3 separate regions of the Sus scrofa genome follow, and regions 1 and 3 are each linked to region 2. A link is a contact called in public HiChIP or PLAC-seq data. All regions are on one chromosome and are shown on one strand. The core of a region is the stretch at or near the end of the contact, and the rest is flanking DNA. Distances in the headings are between cores, read along the strand shown.

Region 1 (4,141 bases), core at 1,229-3,728, 150 kb before region 2:
ACAGTGTTTTTGAAGCTTTCCCAACTACTCTGTCAGAGGAGGTGAAACACATTCCACGTGGCTGGAGTAGAGGTGTCTAGGCGAGGGGTCTGTGGTGGGTGGGAGGAGAGGAGTGATGCATCCGGCCAGCACAGCCCGGGTCCTGGAATAGGACGTGCCCACTGGGGCGGGGCGGGGCTGGGAGGACAGCCGGCCAGGCAAGTGGGCACAGCACTAGCAGTGATGATGACAGTGACAGAGGTCAGCTGAGGCAGGTCACCTCTCAGGACGGTTCCCCAAGGCTGGGGGCAGAGGAGAGGAACTTAGAGGGGTACAGCCAGGCAGGCAGCCTGGCTGCCCTGGGCAGGAGCGCCCACCCCGGAGCCATGGTTCAGGGAGGGACCTTCTTACCACACCTGGGATATGGGTGCAGGTGTCACAGAGACGTGACTCTCACTGGGTGGATAGGCACAGCAGCCCGTGTGGCTGGGTGTTGAGTCACCTGAACCCAGCAACCTAGGCTGCTCCGAACTTGCCCTGGCAGCGCAGCTGGGGCGCATGGCCTGGCCAAACCCGGAGGAGGCCACCCGGGGCCCCACTGGGGGAGAGGCGGCGTCACATCAGGACACCAGGTCGGGCATTGCTCTCTGCTCTCAGCTCCCACCTGTTCCTGGCTGCCGCCCACCTTGACCTCTTAGCTGTCCCTTAGTCCTCTCTAGACCTAGTTAACGCTTCAGCCTTAATGCCACTTCCTCATGGAGGTCATTCCTGCCCCCCTAACTGGACCAGCACCCTGACGGTTTCTCATGCCCCTGAGGGGTGCCTCCCCGACTCTCAGCCCGGCTGTAAGATGCTTTGGGCAATTCCTCACTGCCTGTCCTCTCTACTAGGCAGGGAGCTCAGTGAGGGCAGAGCTCCGTCCTGCTCACCATCATTTCTCCCTGCGGGCCAAGCCGGCGCCCGGCAGGAGCACAGCAGCATCTGCTGAGAGCATGAATCAGTGGGTATCTCCAGATGCCTGCAAGACTTGGGTTGGTTTACTCTCCCCGCCATTCCCACAGGCTCAAATTCCAGGTGGGCCTTTTGCATCTAGACTCTTGACCTCCATCGAAAGAGGAAGGACAGAGGATGCAGCAAACTCTGTGTGAATACTTCAAAACCAGGTCCACGTCCCCGTTCCACCTGGGAAAGGTCCTATTGAGAACCTTTATGACTGTGCTTTGAAAATGGTCCGCTGGGAAGAAGGGGGTGCCTGCCCTGCTCTCAGCGACCCTCCGCATGCCGCCTGATGCCTGAGATGCTGATGGTCACGCAGTGCCCAGGTGGAGGTGATGCGTATGCTCCAGGCGCCCCGGGCGACTCCAAGGGCGAAAAGCAATCTCCTTCACGAGGCGGCAGAGCGTGTCAGGGTGAATGCTGCATTCAGGCCGGTGCTTGGAGCTGTCGATGGCGCTCTGTGAAAGCTCTTTGTTTCTCCCTGGCATGTGGATGCACAGGCTTTGATGTTAGAATTTTGGCTCATTAATAACTAATTTACATTTCCCAGACAGCAAATTGTGATCTGACACAAATTTTTATAAAAGAACTCCAAATGGTGAAACTCTCTTATACAATGAGTCCTTTGTGGGTTTTTTCCCCTCTTCTTCTCTTCCTAACTTAAGGAGTTTGTGATTAAAATTTTAATGCAATCGATGAAATCTCATGGGCTACTTAAAAATAAAACACCATCTTATTTCCTTCCTCTCTGAGCCCATGACAGCGGGCTGCTCCTCTGGGGGTCTTTTAAGTGCTACAATTGCTTTTTCATCTGCTCTGAGCCTCAGATGGAGTAGCATGAACCAGAGGAAAGGCGCGGGGCAGGGACTGGAAGTGGTGGCAGAAGGCAGCGGTGCGGCGCCCTCCAGCTTCCTGAGTTCCTGTGCAGGTTCCAGGGTGGTGGATTTTCATAGGGTGGTCTCGCTGGTCTCCAGGGAGTCTCCAGGGAGCTTGCGAGGTGATTCTCACAGCTCCAGATGCCTCAAAGCCTCAATAGGTCATTTTGGAAACACAGATGGCTGATCAGAGCTCTCAGATGAGAAATTTATATTTGAAACAAATATGTTGTTCTCTCTTGCTTATTACCTCGTGGAGGACCAGACACCTCATGGAAATCATGGTGCTTTGGGAGTATTTGACCCCAGGTTTCTTTGGGAGCACACAGAGGTCAAGGGAAGTTGCAAAAGAGCTCTCGGGAGGCAAATCTGGGTGCCTGTGGCTCCTCCCTCCCCCACGCCTCATGCATCTTTGCTGAAGGCTTTGTCATCCTGGGTGTTGGTGACTCATGTCTTAGTGGGGGAGGCAGGCAGGGCTCTCCCCATGATGGAAGGAGAAACTGCCATGTGCTTCCTGTCACCTGGAAACACCTTCCCCAGATCTCAAAGGGGTAGGTAAGGAGATGGAGCTGAGACGGGACCCACGAGCCGCCCCTGGGCAGGGCAGCCGGGTGGGGCCCGGCCAACAGGACACTGAGGAGCTTGGCCGATTGCATCACTCCTGGCAAGAGGCTGTGTCTACTGAGTTACTCTTTGCTGGGAGAAAGAGTTGAGGGAACAGCCCTGGGCTTGTTGTGTGGAATGGAAACATACCCAGCCTGAAAAGATTTTGAAACTGGCACCGCTTGAGGTCAGATTTTAAATGGTCGCCCAGCGTGAGCCAAATTGACTCCATGCAGAGAAGCAACAGGCCACCCCGGTTCCCTATATTATTTTCATAACAGAAAGAATGTATTAGGAATTCCAGGCAACACCTCCCCACCTGGACACCGTCCCAGATTCTAACTCATCTGTTCATGCCTTTTCAAACGAGCCTTTGACAAAGAGGCTCTTTTTCTCTCCAACCTCTTCCCGAGCAGACCAGTGAAGGACTCTGAGACTCCGCTCCCAGCTTTGGTTGGAGGAGGTGAGAAACCCGAGAACCGTGCTCTGAGCAGCGTGGCTCCGTGGAAGGGTGCTGGGAAAACGGCAGTGCTGATGGGGGCGGCCTCTGGTTCAGATAATAAGGCCTCTCTTAGGGGTGGCACGAGGCACACCTGCCATCGCCTGGCTTGGACATCAGGCTGTGTGGGACAGAGGGGACTGAATTCGGCAGTCGTTCCTGTTAGATCCTCTGCGAAACAACTCTCCCGGGGACGTGCCCATGTGTGGAAGTCCCCCGGCTGCGCTGGCGTGTCAGGAGGACTCCGGAGAGCATTCTGCGATGCCCCGGGGGAAGAAGGAAAGCCTGGTGTGTGTCCTGACAATAATAGGGTCTTTCTCGACACCTAGAACATCGCTGACCTTTAAAACAGAAGGCTGCTCTCACGCTTGCTAATTTTACCCTCTTGGATCCCGAACAGCTCAGATAACACTTGACTATTTTTCTAAGTCAGAGAGACCAGACTGGATTTTCTCAGAAAGGAGTCCATTCTGTTTCCAGCCACAGAGGGAACAACAACAACAAAACCCTCCCAATTTTCTCATTACTGTAAACACCATAGGTTTTCCCGGCTCTGCTGGACTCAGCTTCTCCCACCGGTGGGTAGATTTTGGAGTCAGGTTAGGGTTGAATCCTGGTTCCACTGGCTCATGAACTTGGATTTGTTACTTAATCATCCTGAGCTATGGTTTCCTCATCTGTACACAGCTGATAATTTGTTGTGAGGTGACTGAGATGCAAAGTTCTTAGCCCCTGGCCTGGCACACAGTCAGTGCTCGAAGGGAGCTGTTGATGTGATGATGGGGCCTGTGGAGGTGGCATCCTGTGAAGTGAGGAAGCTGGAGCACTCGAGCGTCGACATGGCCGTTGTGATGGCATCCAGATTTCGGGGCAACGAGAGACCCCTGTGGGGTTCAGATACCAACCAGAAGAGGCTCTTTCTGCCTGAAGTGTTTCTAGAAAACCCCACGGCCCTCGATGTCACAGGGGGAACCCATTCTCCTGAGCAGACTCAGGGTAGAGGATAAACTCCTAAAAAGGAAGGACCTCAGGTGGTTTTTGTGCCGTTTTCTGCCAAGCAGCACTTGGCATATTGTGCCACTCAGTGCATCTTGATGGAAGCGGGAAATGATGGCGAGACGGAGAGCTGAGGGCCCATCGGGGGCTCTTCCCAGGTCAAATTCAGCTCACCTTCAGCTGAGCAGGAGGG
Region 2 (4,128 bases), core at 885-3,384:
TCTCCTGGCTTCTCCCCACTACCATCAGGATCTGTTCAGATACTGCACAGCTCAGCTTCCACGTCCACCCAAGTTCTGCTTGCACCTTCCTCTGAGGCAAAGATGCTAGCCTTCAGAGCTATGAGAATCACCCAGGAACTTAAGGTGCACACTTCCAAGCCTTACCTTGGAGAGCCCCGCATTTTAGATCAGCAATCTGGCTGACTTCACTATGGGGTCCACTGCCTACACTTGGAGAAACATTTTGAAAGTATCATCAGCAGTCCTTCTGTTGGTATCTACTCATTCATTCCTTCTTCTATTCAGTCACAAACAGGTATTTCTTCTCTAGCAAAGCTTTTATAACAAAAATTGCATATGATGGGTGAATTAATGAAGAAGAATGAGTTACATCTGCTGTTATTAGTTATAAAGAATTGTCTCCTAAAACCATCCAGTAATCATATGTCCCTTAAGGAAAAAAGAAAAAGTTCAAGTCTGCCACACACAGCTGTTTGGAGACACTGTGTGATTTGCTCGCCCTTCAGTGGATGCTAAGCGCATATGAGACCTGCCCTTACGCGGTAAGGAGAAAAGAAATGCCTCACTTAAGCTAGATGGATGCATTTGCTCAATGATGTTTCATTTCGAAAGCTAGGCTCTTGTGATATATTGCACATTCCAAAAGGAAAAAAATAACTTTGGAATATACACCTGAAAACTCAGCCTTAGGCCCTAATATGGTCTTTGATAAGTAAATATTCATTGGGAATGCAACCCTCAAAGTACAGAGAACAAATGGTCCTGGGTTCATTGAGCCGTCCAAGTCCCAAATACTATGGTAGAGACACAAAGGTAGAATTATCAACAGGTCTTAACTTTCCTGGCTTCAAGAGTGTATCAGAGTTTAGGGAGTGGTGATGTATGATAATCTCATTTTCCCAAATTAAAGATTAGGGGCCATGGTAACCTGTGTGGTCTTACAAACCTGAGAGTGGGATTATTCTTAAAGTCCCGGGATGCATGCATGCTCCTCTTTCCGCGTGAATTCCGGACTGTAGCCAGGCTGATCTCGTCGTCCCTAACCTTGGCCCCACATCTTCCTGCTGCCTCTCTTGAGCTCATGCAGTGTCCCTTTCTTGGAATACCCTCCTTTCTATTGTTCTAACTATTGAAGCCTAACCTTTATCCAAGACCCAGTTAATATTCTACTTCTTTGTGAAGTCAACCTAAACCATCTCAGCCCACAATAAACTTTAGAATACCTCTAGCCCTTATTGTTTACACTCTTACTTGGCATTTAACAGATGCCAAGGCGGCATTGCAGACCTACTTACGTAGTACGGATCCCATTTCCCCAATTACACTACGGCGGGGAGTGATCATACCACATGCATCCTTGCGTTCACTAGACTGGTTATGGGATCAGATCCATGTAGGCTCTCCTTAAATTTAAGATGTTAATGAGAATGTGGATATTGTCTTTACTCTTTTTTTTTTTTTGGCGGTGGGGGGGTGCGGTGGTGGTCAGATTGTCTCCGCTTTTAGCCCATTCCGTGATGTGTATGAGAAATCTGCCCTTACGTGGTGGAGGGGAAAAGAAATGGTGTAGGCTCTGAATCCTGCTTATGTCTTTGACATTGAAAATTGCAGTGATGACTGTTGTCAAAGTTATCTCTTGGGATAACATCTCTTTAAAACCAGGTGTCTCAAATTCAAATGCTTTCTGAGGGTCAGTCAAGTAACCTAGTAGGACTGTGCCCACCCAGCTCCATTTTCTTGCCCCGAGGGAACACAGGGCACTAAGCCACGCCTGTCCATCAGAGCTGAGTGTGTTCAAGCCCCAGCGTGTGCCCAGCTCTAACTCCATTCACAATCCATGGTCTTTGAACTCACTGCTGGGCAGCTTGATCTCTTGTTAGAGCCCTCTTGCCACCCTGCCTTAATGCAAATGCCTGTCTGGACCCAAATGCAAAGACCCGTCTCCAGGTCTACCCTGACCGAGGGTGACCTCTTTGCACAGAGCCCAGTTGATTCTCAGTTATCGATAAAGTCTCTCTGAGGCAAGGCTTTTTGTTGACTTCCACCTCTACCCCGAGTTTGGGAGCCAAAGGTGCTCATCAAACCCCAACTCTCTGCTGCCCTCCACAGGCCATTGACCTCATTGCCTTTGCCATTTCGTCTGGTTAACTCTGGCTCCCAGGCGATACAAAGGTCTTATAGCCTGAGATGGATCATGTATTTTTGTGCCCAGTGCTTTTGTGTGTGTGGTCATTCATTTCTGTTCAGCTTGTGTGTGGATAGGTTCTTTCTTCTTGACTTACTTGCAGTTCTTATAGGTACATTCTGGGTTTTCTTCCTTCCACACCCACCATCTTTTCTCCCCCTTCTACTTAAAATAGCAGCACCATGAAATACAAGTCAGTTATTTTGGTAAAGATAGTATGGTTTAACTGAAAGCTTGTGATTTTTGGAGTAAGAAAGATCTGAGTTTTAATCCGGACTCTACCAATGACTGGCTCTATGAACTTGGGCAATATTTTTCTGTTTTGTTCCTCTCTAAAGAGGGCATTATGTAATAATATGCAAGCAAAACTGACTCATAGATAATGCTTAATCCTGGGTTTTCCCCCTCTTCTTCGTGAAGTCTTTTCACTTTGAGTAAGGTCGCCAGTCTTGCTATAGAAATTAGCAGTCACTGTGTGGGAGACGTTTATCATCTCCTTCCCCCACCCTCCCCCGTCTTTGTTGTCTTCAGACTATGGCCTCTTAGGTTCAGGAGAGAGAATACACATTGGGCAGATGTTTCATCAGCAAGCCCAGCACTTTCTCCGAGCACCGACTGATGGATCTTACTTGACCTGCCAGCTCAGGAACCATCCTTTGACTGTGAGCCTTAACCCTCATGAAATGTTACATGAAAACTAGACAGACTGCTCTGTCCTGCTGAACAAAACTGGGTCTGGAGGAGCTCCCTGGAAGGCTAGGGGCTAGTTTTTCAGCATAAGAGCCACATGTGATTCTATTAGTGACCTCAGTCCAGGGCAGGACCTTATCCCCCTGACCAGCTGTTGAATTTTCACTGCCTCAGAAATTTTATGGACCTTATCATGCAATCATCAGAAGAGCCTTGTGTGTTAGGCTCTTGTTCCCATTTTATAGATGAGGCAACCGAGGCTTGGAGAAATGGAAGTTACTTTCTGAAGGTTATATAGCTAGCCAAGGTCAAAGCTGGGATTTGAACCAAGGTCTGACCAGACACAAAGTATTGTGTTCCACTATGTCTAAAAACCAGGGATTCTGAGAGCCAGCCCGCGGGGAGGGGTAGCCTGGAGGGGTACCCCTGCACGGGTATCTTCACGGGGCTCTTCACAGAGTCCCGGTGTTCCCACCTCATCGCTCGCTGGGGGCTCTTAAGGGGTAAGTGGAAGGCCATTTTTAACTATAATCCTGTACGATACGAATGTCACATCAGAGCCTTTGTCTGTTGCTGATCCAGTGTTGATTGATAGGTTACATTTTTAAAAATTGCATCAGTAATTCATGCTTTATTACTCCTGAATTAGCGTAATGGTTCAAATCATCTTGTTGTAATTCAGCATAATTATCTATAATTAAAAATAAATTCCTGTAGGGTGAGAATACGAATTCCTCTCCAAATCTCTTTATTTCAACTGTGCCTATCAGCCGTTACCCCGCTTTCACCCAGCAACTCTGGGCGCTTATTGGGGAACTGACCTTGCTCTGCCTCATGAGTTCACACTTTCCAGACCATCGCTTCATCTTCTCTCTTTGGGGTCAGCGTCTCTCCCAGGATTTTGTGTTAGTAAATGTTCTCTAAGTTATTGGCTTTGGGGAGTTCCCTTTGCGACTTAGCAGTAAACGAACCTGACTGGGATCCATGAAGATGCAGGTTAGATCCTTGGCCTCACTCAGTGGGTTAAGGTTGTGGCGTTCCTGTGAGCTGTGGTGTAGGTTGCAGGTGGGGCTTGGATCCTGAGTTTCTGTGGCTGTGGTGTGATCCAGCAGCTGTACCTCTGATTTGATCCCTAGCCTGTGAACTTCCAGATGCCAAGGGTGCGACCCTAAAAGAGAAAAAAAAAAAAAAAAGTTATTGGCTTTTGTTTGTGGTTTAGTTCATGTGCAGAT
Region 3 (4,011 bases), core at 1,226-3,725, 190 kb after region 2:
CTATAGCATATGGAAGTTCCTAGGCTACAGGTCTAATCAGAACTATAGCTGCCAGCCTATGCCACAGCAACATGGGATCTTAGCCACGTCTACAACCTACACCACAGCTCATGGCAATGCTGGATCCTTAACCCACTGAGTGAGGCCAGGGATCAAACCCTCGACCTCATGGGTACTAGTCAGGTTCATTACCACTGAGCCACAATGGGAACTCCAAGATTTTCTCTTTTTTTAATGTAACCATTTACAGCAATAAATTTCCCTCTTAGCACTGCTTTTCTGCATCTCATAAGTTTTGGTATGTTTATGGTTTTGTTTTCTTTTTCATTTGTCTCAAGGTATTTTCTAATCCCCCTTGTGATTTCTTCTTTGATCCATTTGTTATTTAAGAATATGTAGTTTAATTTGCACATGTGGATTTTCCAGTTTTCCCTCTGTTATTAATTTCTAGCTTCATTCCAGTATGACCAGAAAAGAAACTTTATATGATTTCATTTGTTTCAAATTTAATTAGACTTGTTTTGTGGTCTAACAGATGGTCCATCCTGAAGAATATTCCATATCCAGTTGATAAAGATGTGTATTCTCCTGTTATTGAGTGTTATAATATGTCTGAGAGCCCCACTTGGTCTACAGTGTTGTTTGAGTCCATTGTTTCCTTACTCCTCTTTAGTCTGGTTGCTGTATTATTGACAGTGGGAGAATTAAAGCCTCCTGCTAGTATCTTAGGGCTGTCTATTTCTCCCTTCAATTCTTTCAGTATTTGCTTGATATGTTTTGAATCTCTGATGTTTTTGGCATCTATGTAATTGTCGTAACTTCTTGATGAATTGATATTTTTATCAATAATATCCCTCCCTGTCTCTTGCAATAATTTTTGAGTTAAAATCTATCTCATCTAACATTAGAATAGCCATCCAACCTTCTTTTAGTTACTATTTGTGTAACATATCTTTTTCATCCTTTCCCTTTCAACCTAACTTCTTTCCTTTCCAACCTAATTTTGACTTTTAAATTGGGCATGTGATTATTACAATGTGGTAAGTCTGGGAATCAGATTTCCTCCCTTCCCCAGAATTCGCTTTTTGGTTGTTGGTTTGATTGTTGAAGGCTGTGAGAGTCCATTTGTTTTGAGAAGTTACCAAATGATTTTTGCAAAGTCTGTTCCTTGCCATGTGTGTTCACTAAAGATTCTTTGACTTTACCTTGTGTTCAACTAATGTCCTGACAGAAATTTCCTTGAATGCTTGGAGCTGAAATGGACAAACCAAAAAACACAGAAAGAAAGAGACAGTGATGGAGGGGGGAAAGAGAGAGAGGGAGAGGGAGAGAGAGAGAGGGAGGGAGAGAGAGAGAGGGAGGGAGAGAGGGAGAGGGGGAGAGAGGGAGAGAGGGAGAGAGAGACCAACTTTGTGCTGGGGTACTTCTTCCACTTAGTGAGGTCTAGGGATCGGCCTTACATGAAAGTGTAAGGTCTTGGGTTTTTTCTTCTGAGAATATGTCCTACCCAGTTATGCATGTGGCTTTCTAGATTCCCCTGTATAAACGGCTGCTTTTGGATGTCCTCATTCCCAAAGAGTCTCATCCAAACTTTCTCTTCTGAACCTTCGATGTCTATTGTGTATCTCCAGTGAGCATCTGTTGGCCCAGGTTTCTGTGGGTGTGCAGGGTGTGTCCCCTTGTAGACTGTATGAGCAGAGCCTACAGTTTCCCTGCACGTGTTCTGAGTTATAAGAGAAAAACAGTGGGTCGGATCCTCAGGTATCCACGCCAATGTGTACAGATGTACACAACAATTTGCAAACAAGGTCTGCGCTCTCCCTTTGGTTTAGGGAGTGAAACTGGGAACTGAGTTGCCACACTCAAGACTAAGACTCTTTTCATTCAGGCAAGTGTGGGTTTGGGTTTTTGTTTCTTTGTTGATGATTTTATGAAGGAACCTGGAGCTGGAGCCTCCTAGCCCACCACTTTGCCGATGTCCCACCATTATTTGAGGTGAACTGATCACATAACTGAAAACTGCACTGAGCTGGTTCTCTTTCCTTTGCCGTCCAGACCCACCCTCCATCCTTTTCTGTCCTGGCCTGTGGCTGGCAGGCTGACCTGAACAGGCCACATCAGTGGGTTCTCAGCCCCGCAGGGAGGAGAGGGAGGCTGTGCATTTAGTTCTTCCCCTGCGGTGAACACAGATTGGCCACATCCTTCCAGCAGATGTCACGGCTCTTCTCTGGTGACCCCTCCCTGTGGCCGCGCACGGAGATCTGGAAATGGAACGTTTTCTTTCAGAGCAGGCGATAACAAAGGGCTCACCAGTCAGTCACCATCACCTGCTGTTTTAGCCCCGAGGTCCTTCACCTTCCTTTGTACATGTCCCTCAGTCTTTCCACAACTTTGTAAATCACTCTTGTGTTAACAGCCCTCACTCACTCAGTTTGAGTGCCATCTGTTTCCTGCTGGAACTCTAACACACTGCACTTTGGCTGCTATTTCTCTTTCGGAGAAATGCTTCTCGTTTTGGTAAAATGTGCTCAGATACCAAGAGATTCCAGACGCTACTCTGGGTCAAAAGACAGGAATTCACTTTCCTGAATTTTGCAATATTTATCAGGATGACACTCAGCTTGGGGTTCAGAGAATGTCTCTTATGAAACCTGTAGCCTTGGCCCTGTAATCTGAAATGTGAACAAATGCATGGCTCGTTTCCTACGAGTGGGTGAAGACTGTCCTCCTTTCATGGACGGGCAGGGCAGCGCAGCACTCCCCCGTGCCAGTGACCTCTCCCACAGGGACCTGCCTGCCCCAGGTGAGAAGATGGGTGCCCGGGGAGATGGCTAGCGTCTCCTGGGTCTGGAGAATAGCTACTAAGGGGTGAGATCAGATATGCTCATTGTTCCTTCTCTAATTCGCCTCCCTTGCTGTGGACAGTCTTCTGAAGCAGAGACCTGATGAGACCCATTTCATGTGCCAGCCACGGCCTTTGACCACAAGACAGAGTGACAAATAGCCCATGGCTGGTCACCCTCCCAGCGCCCCTGGATAATATACTATGGAAGCTGCTTTCAGTCATAGAACCATTTCCATCCCAGCTCTCCAGGTAGCCAACTCTTATCCTATTGTCATTCAAGGTAAACATATTTTCCAACCTCGTCCTGTAAGATAAAATATGCTCCATTTTGAAAACCACAGCATGGCACAATCTGGTCCCAATCTTCCATTCTAGTAGCTGGGCACTTTTCCTCTTTTGTGCCCTGCATTCAGCCTTTTGCACGGGTGTCTGAAATATTTGTTAGACTAATATTGATACAATCTTATGAAATAAAGTTCTCTTTAAACACACACATCCAACATTTAAATCCGAGCCAAATGTATTGAGAATATTGTAGTAACACCAGGTAGATTTGTACATTAGCTTGAAGCATTTGCCCATACATTTATTGGTATGCATTGCAAGAGTAGACGAGGCTTATCAGGCAGAAAGTTGGGAAGTATATTCTGTATAGAGCAAAACTGCATGTTCAAGCCCAGTGGGCTTTGAATTGTCTCTTTCATGCAGATGACACTGATGACACTGGCCTTCTCACAGCAGAGTGGCCAACACATTCAGACGTGAGGTCAAATTTTTTCTTAGTTCAGCTCTCCAGACTGTGGCTGATTGTTTCTGAGACAAGTCCCAGAACCAAAAACAAAGTCCTGCTCTTCTCCCAAGCTGTCTCAGTTTTACCTCTCCTTGGCAAAGCCAATTACATCATTGATCTGCTGACCTTTTTTTTAGGTGTAAGTCTATTAATGCCATTTTACTGATTTTACATTAGAATTTCAACTTCAGTTTCTTAAACAGAGAGTGAAACAAAAACAGTATCTTTCATGAGTGTTTGAAAATTTGAAAATTCTAAATATTCAAAGAAGAGAAATCTGTTCCGAATACAGAACCGTAGACAATGACTTATCAGTGCAAAGGAGAGGGCAGCAAGTTGCTCGGCCAGCCAATCTCCTTCCACCAGTTCCCACTGG

The links. HiChIP or PLAC-seq counts read pairs in DNA pulled down with a chosen protein or histone mark.
Region 1: a contact with region 2 is called in an H3K27ac HiChIP or PLAC-seq map of alveolar macrophages. The contact joins two enhancer-like sites. A contact is called at or near these places in 2 of 47 Hi-C or Micro-C datasets (heart right ventricle and skeletal muscle) and 1 of 2 datasets of contacts at active chromatin or transcription factors (alveolar macrophages).
Region 3: an H3K27ac HiChIP or PLAC-seq map of alveolar macrophages shows a contact between it and region 2. The contact joins two enhancer-like sites. A contact is called at or near these places in 1 of 47 Hi-C or Micro-C datasets (embryonic fibroblasts) and 1 of 2 datasets of contacts at active chromatin or transcription factors (alveolar macrophages).

The regions. Positions count from the first base shown.
Region 1 is chr11:15,083,413-15,087,553 of Sscrofa11.1, reverse strand. No RefSeq gene overlaps it. Among named protein-coding and RNA genes, the nearest start is that of FOXO1, 320 kb to the left of the region's middle. Within about 2 kb of position 2,478, at least 27 of the 83 cell types and tissues checked have an H3K27ac peak or open chromatin away from gene starts, as enhancers often do. A contact at or near this core is called in alveolar macrophages and skeletal muscle, where this site is marked.
Region 2 is chr11:14,935,212-14,939,339 of Sscrofa11.1, reverse strand. All of the region lies in intron 2 of LOC102159588 (a long non-coding RNA gene), which reads left to right. Among named protein-coding and RNA genes, the nearest start is that of COG6, 360 kb to the right of the region's middle. Within about 2 kb of position 2,134, at least 11 of the 83 cell types and tissues checked have an H3K27ac peak or open chromatin away from gene starts, as enhancers often do. A contact at or near this core is called in alveolar macrophages and skeletal muscle, where this site is marked.
Region 3 is chr11:14,744,050-14,748,060 of Sscrofa11.1, reverse strand. The region is part of intron 5 of LOC102159588 (a long non-coding RNA gene); the gene reads left to right. Among named protein-coding and RNA genes, the nearest start is that of COG6, 170 kb to the right of the region's middle. Within about 2 kb of position 2,475, at least 18 of the 83 cell types and tissues checked have an H3K27ac peak or open chromatin away from gene starts, as enhancers often do. A contact at or near this core is called in alveolar macrophages, where this site is marked.